2 separate regions of the Mus musculus genome follow, and region 2 is linked to region 1. A link is a contact called in public HiChIP or PLAC-seq data. All regions are on one chromosome and are shown on one strand. The core of a region is the stretch at or near the end of the contact, and the rest is flanking DNA. Distances in the headings are between cores, read along the strand shown.

What was found. HiChIP or PLAC-seq counts read pairs in DNA pulled down with a chosen protein or histone mark.
Region 2: a contact with region 1 is called in a FOXA1 HiChIP or PLAC-seq map of pancreatic cancer cells. The contact joins two enhancer-like sites. A contact is called at or near these places in 2 of 484 Hi-C or Micro-C datasets (the N1E-115 cell line and cortical neurons) and 1 of 115 datasets of contacts at active chromatin or transcription factors (pancreatic cancer cells).

The regions. Positions count from the first base shown.
Region 1 is chr16:32,820,879-32,823,578 of GRCm38.p6, reverse strand. Rubcn (RUN domain and cysteine-rich domain containing, Beclin 1-interacting protein) reads left to right here. Exons shown (of 19, transcript NM_172615.4): 19 at 1-1,877. Among named protein-coding and RNA genes, the nearest start is that of Smbd1, 12 kb to the right of the region's middle. Within about 2 kb of position 1,303, at least 67 of the 459 cell types and tissues checked have an H3K27ac peak or open chromatin away from gene starts, as enhancers often do. A contact at or near this core is called in pancreatic cancer cells, where this site is marked.
Region 2 is chr16:33,738,151-33,740,850 of GRCm38.p6, reverse strand. It overlaps Heg1 (heart development protein with EGF-like domains 1), which reads right to left. Exons shown (of 15, transcript NM_175256.5): 8 at 2,568-2,626; 9 at 2,128-2,288. Among named protein-coding and RNA genes, the nearest start is that of Muc13, 55 kb to the left of the region's middle. Within about 2 kb of position 1,415, at least 81 of the 459 cell types and tissues checked have an H3K27ac peak or open chromatin away from gene starts, as enhancers often do. A contact at or near this core is called in pancreatic cancer cells, where this site is marked.

The DNA of each region.
Region 1 (2,700 bases), core at 54-2,553:
CCTAGTCCTAACAGAGACTAAGACTGTGCCCTGAGTCACGGGAGAGAAGGGGGGTATACAACGGGCATTCTGTCTGGCCACTTAGGTATACGGGGGGGCAGGGCAGGTAGGAACAGAACCATCCTTGTTCTAGCATCTTCGGGATCTCAAAGGGCAACCATGACTTCCCTGTTTCAAATATTCCTGGCATAGGTGGGCACAAGCTGGTTTGTGTACTCTGGTGGGCTTGGATCAAAGACCAGATCCGAGTCTTAGGTCAGGCCACAAGCCTATAAGTGCGGCTACAGCTGGTGCTTAAGGGGCGGCTTTTTCAGATAGGCATCTCCTCCGGGGTGGTCAGTCTCTCAGTTAACTATCGTGAGTGCAGGTGTGCTTCATGCTCAGGCAAGTCCCTGATGCTACCTAAGGCGAGGATAGAAACCCCTCCCACCATCTGAATAGTGGGTTCCTTACTGCTCTGTACGACTATGTGGTCATTGTGGTTCCAGTACTGATATGACCCAACTCCATTCTCTGTCCCCTTCCTCCAGAGAGCTGCAGCCCTTCCTCTTGGCTGATCTCTTGCCTTAGTTTCTTTTCTCAGAGTTGGGGGAAGCCAGCCAACTAGTAGCACTAAGTAAAGCACTTGGCAGTTTGTGAATGTGTCTGTTTGCTCAGAGTAACAGGACCTTTATGCAGTTAACTAACTCTTCAGCTTTGTAATCTATGTCAAACCATCCATTTCATGGTACTAATTTTAATAGACTCTTCCCCTATCACCTAATGTGCATTTTTTGTGGGAATTGCCCTGGACTAGGCTGCACATGATGGTGGTGGTGTTTGAGTTGCTGCAGCACCGACCTCGGTAAACACTGGTCAGGGCTGCCTCTCAGAGCCTGGCAGTTCTGTGAACTTAATCCACAGCCCTCTTGTTCTGGAGCTGGCCTGTGGCTTCCTGTACTTGACCGCTAGTAAAATCATTGGTCCAGGCAGTGTCGCAAGCCGTCAAATGGAGTTGCATGTTGTTGATGGAAGCTGACAGGTAGCTGTGCTTAGAGGGAACGAGGGATCTCCCAGAGAGGCAGAAGGGGCATGACATAACAGCCAAGCTGAGCTCCAGCAGAGCAAGAGGGAGCATGCCAGGCTAGTTCCAAGGTGTGGCTCCTCTGCCTCACACTTGGGATCTGACAACTACATGGACTGGGACTGCTCTCAGTAGTCGATGAGGCAGAAAGCCGAGGCCAGAGCCAGTTCTGCAGAGCTGGTTAGAAATCCCTCCCAATTCACTTATCACTGAGTCAGACCTCAGAGACAGACTCTGACTCCAGGTCCAGTTCCTGGCTGACTTCCGTCCAGCTGCTCAGTGAAGTCACCACACTGGAGGAGACTCCACCCATGCTCCCAGTCTACAAAGGCTCAAGCAGCCTCACTGACGTCCCTGTTCCTTTCCACCTCCCCACCCCACCCCATCCCTCTAGGTCACATACCTTCTAGAGCTCCTGAGTCCGCTGTCATTACTCACCAAATACCCATGTCTGTTTATTTGAGGAGCCGGAGCAGGGGGTGTGGTGAAAGCACTTTGTCACTTACAGTATCTGAGGATCCCCTGCTACACTGATGGGAGGTGGGGATGGAGCTTAGGGAGGGGAGCAGCACTCTGTACAGAGGGGACAGCTCCAAGTGCTCTGCACTTAAGGGGCCCTTCGTCCTCTGCTGAGGGCTGGAGAGCTTTTGCCGAAGAGAAAAGGAGCAAGAGTCTAAATGAAAACGCTGTTTGTGTACAACCTGTGTTTAGAACTGGATTCTCACCTGCTGTAATTTACGCACATCCTGACAGTCCATGGTCATCTTTAATAAACTAAGGAAAATAAATCTTGCCTTTTATTTACCTGCCTTGACGACTGTGGAATGGTTTTGTGTGTTTACTGAAAAGCGACTGCATCTGAAAATTCCTGTGATTTTTGTGGACTCTCCTCCACGTGACTCTTTTGTTAGTTGTTCTATTAAGGTTATTGTTGTTGGGTTTTAAACACAGGGTCTCACCATGTATCCCAGACTGGCCTCAAACGTGGAATCCTCCTGCCTCTGCTGGGATGATAGGTCACACACCATCACACACTATACACGTGGCTCTTTAGATGTCTCTCTGTCATCTCCCACCGTGGTCTAAAACCAACATTTATCTCTGCAAACCTTACCGTTGGTGACTCGGCTCTGAAAGCTGACTTCCTGGCATAGGAAGGGGTCAGTTCACACTTCTGACATCAAGTTTGTTGATTGTCCTTTTCTTTGGCTGTATCGAATTCCATTCCTCCCACTCCTGCACAAATGCTGACTGTTCTCTCAGTTGTCTGGGGTCTCACCAGCTTCTTCCTGTTCATTCACTTTCAACAAATATTCCATTACCCACTACACACCAATGTCTGTGGTAGTCTGCGGGGCTAGAGCAGAGAGCAAAGTGGAGACAGGCCCTCCCATAAGGAAGTAAAACACCTGTGTGGCCCACAGATGTTGCACGAAATCACCAAAGTGAATGGATAGTCAGCCATCTGTGCCTGCAGGTCTTGGTTAAAAAGCTGAACATGGTGACATATAATCCTAGCACTTGGGAGGCTCAAAAAGCCAAGATATTTAGAAAAAATACAGTAAAAGCTACCACAAATTTAAGAACACACTGTAGTAGCTATTTACATTCTATTAGCTATTATGAGTTATATAGAC
Region 2 (2,700 bases), core at 166-2,665, 920 kb before region 1:
TCTGACTTCTCTGAAGGCTTTGCCAGTCAATGAGACTTAGCAGAGAAAAACACCTCCAAGTATAAGGAGTATCCAGGCCATCCTAGGCTGGGAAATCCCACTCTGATTGGGTATTTTCTGGAAGTCAATGTTAAGTTCTCCTTCCATCCTGCCCACTGATCTAGGCTGCTAACGAATATTCATTGCCAAAAGCAACCAGTTCCTGCCTGCTGCCAGATTTCTGCTTGAACAGGGAGGGCAGGCCCCGCCCCTCCAATGAGGAGTGGCTTTCTCAATGAACGTGTCTCATAAAGCCACCCAAAAGGACCATGCAGAATCTCACTTAAATCGATCCTTGGTGATGTGAGTCTTCTGCATTCACCGTTCCCATGGTCTTTCCTGGGCATAACATCCGTCAAGATAGACAATGAGTACTCAGTAAGCCAAGGCTGAGGCCATGAGGGGGGATTTCCAAAGTCTCTAAATCCCAGGAGACCATGAGGACTAAAGGGCTTTGAAAGGAGGGAGATGGACATTCTCTGAACTGAGGGGACAAAGCCCTTCTCGCCAGCGGCAATGTCCAGAGCATCCTAGTGCTGCCCGGATGCTAGAAACCCAAAGGTGTGCAGCACCTGCTGGTCTAGCCTCCTCTCTAGCTCCAGAAAAATTACCAAGAGCCAGAGCTGGATCCTTTGGCAAAACCTAGAGAAGATCTGGAGGAAAAACAGATGTGAGTCCAATTTTGGCTACTAGGCATGGCTGTCTTTATGCTCAAGGGACTGGAAGGGAACACAGTGAGGATGGCCTCCTCATGGGGACAAGAGTCTTTCTATAGGCCACATGGGGGCAGTCCAAGCAAAGCAGCTGGGTGAGCGAGCACTCCTGCTAGGGCAGGCTCTTGCGCATCCACACAATCTTGCCAACTTGATCTGCAAAGCACAGATGCACAAGCTGGCAACAGAAAAGTACCTTGGTCCAATGCTGACCACGCCAAATGCAGTCTAGAAATGGTTAGCAAACTGAAGGGTGCCTACCTCACTGGGAGGAAAAATAGTACCCTGGAGCCCTGGGCATGAGAAACAAAACCATACAACCAGAGAGCCTCAAAGTATCCAGCACCCTAGAACAGGGCATGAACTTTGAACAAAAACACTCCAACTCTGTTATGTTCAGCTCATTTCCCCCCAGTTACTAAGTAGCCAGCCCCCCAGAGCCTATCTCAGGGTGAAAGCATCAGCTCCCAAGCTCTGCAGTGCAACTGTTCACTCGAGGAAAGCTCTGGACCAGCAGTTACAACATCCTGACCCACTGGGAATGGCCTAGACTAACCAGCGGATATGGCACCAAAACCTGATACCTTCAATTTATGTCTAACATCTGGATGCCAGATGGGGGAGACTTAGCCTAAGCTCTCCTTCCTTTGCCAGACCTCAACCACTGGTCCAATGAGCTAACCAGAGTACACTTTGATCACCAAGAGGGACTAGCCCACTGTGTCTAGGGGCGGTTCTCATTCCAGCAAAGTGTTCTTCTCCCAGCTATAAAACTATCCCTGAAAGACGCAAGTCTGTCTTCCAGACTTGTCCTGAGTCACCTTTCTCATTGGCCTTACCCCAACACAGGGCAAGAGCCTCCGACCAAACAAGAACAAAGGAAGGGAGAGTCCTGTCATTACGGCACTCCTGGGAGCATCCTGCCATGCTCCCTCTTAGTCATTCTATGGTTTTATGATAGAAAACAAACAAAAGATAGGTAATACTGCATGAGCATAGCTCTTTGTTTTTTCTTAGTCATCACCATATAAAGATTGTTGGATCATTGGCAACTTGACAGACTCTATATGTCACTTTCTGTCTCCCCAGGAAGCGGGAGTAACAGCTTTTGGTTCCTTCAGCTCCTGTAATATCTTCCTCTCACCCTGGCACTGTATAGAAGAAAAGAAGGAGCCAGATACCAAGGAGCTGATGCTGTAAAAGGCCATGTGTAGACAGATGTGTGCACTGAGTGTCATGAAGGCTTGTGCTTATAACTTCTAAAGACAAGCTCTGTGAAGGAGCTTTTCTGGGCCTGAGTCCCCAAACCTCCCATCTCTAAGTCTATGCCTACCTGCAAGAGCAGGTTTCCCCCCCTAGAGGACTCCCATCTTACCTCGAAAGACCCGCCTCTGAGACCCCAAGAGCTGGCAGACTTCAGCAGAGGACCTGCAGGAGTTGACATATTTCTGGATCCTGTCTGCCAGGTCAAACAGTGTCACATTGGAGGCCAGGGCAAAGGTGGTTTTCAGTGAGATGAAAACTGTACTGGGCTCCCTGTGGGCAAAGTTAGCAAGGCCTTAACTGACTTGAAATGACATGTGGGTTCCAGGTAGCTTGCAAAGTACATGTTACTGCCATTCTCCACAGAAAAAATAGGAGAGTATAAAGGCCCAGAGACCGTGGTCTTGGGTTACCCGGTGTATTGGCTGTAAAACAGAGACTGGCTTTATTTTGATCACTCATTTGGGAACAGTACCACTTCACACACACACACACACACCCCCCCCCAATTCCACAGATCAGATCATAAGCAAAAGAAATTCTGTTTCTCACCTAGACACATGGGCTGTAGTTCGGATATAACCGGGCAATGTTGAAAAACACACGTTTAGCTGAAATGAAGAACCCGGTTGTCAGACAAAATCCTTGAGCCAAGAAACAATTTCCTATTTTCAGGATAAAATAG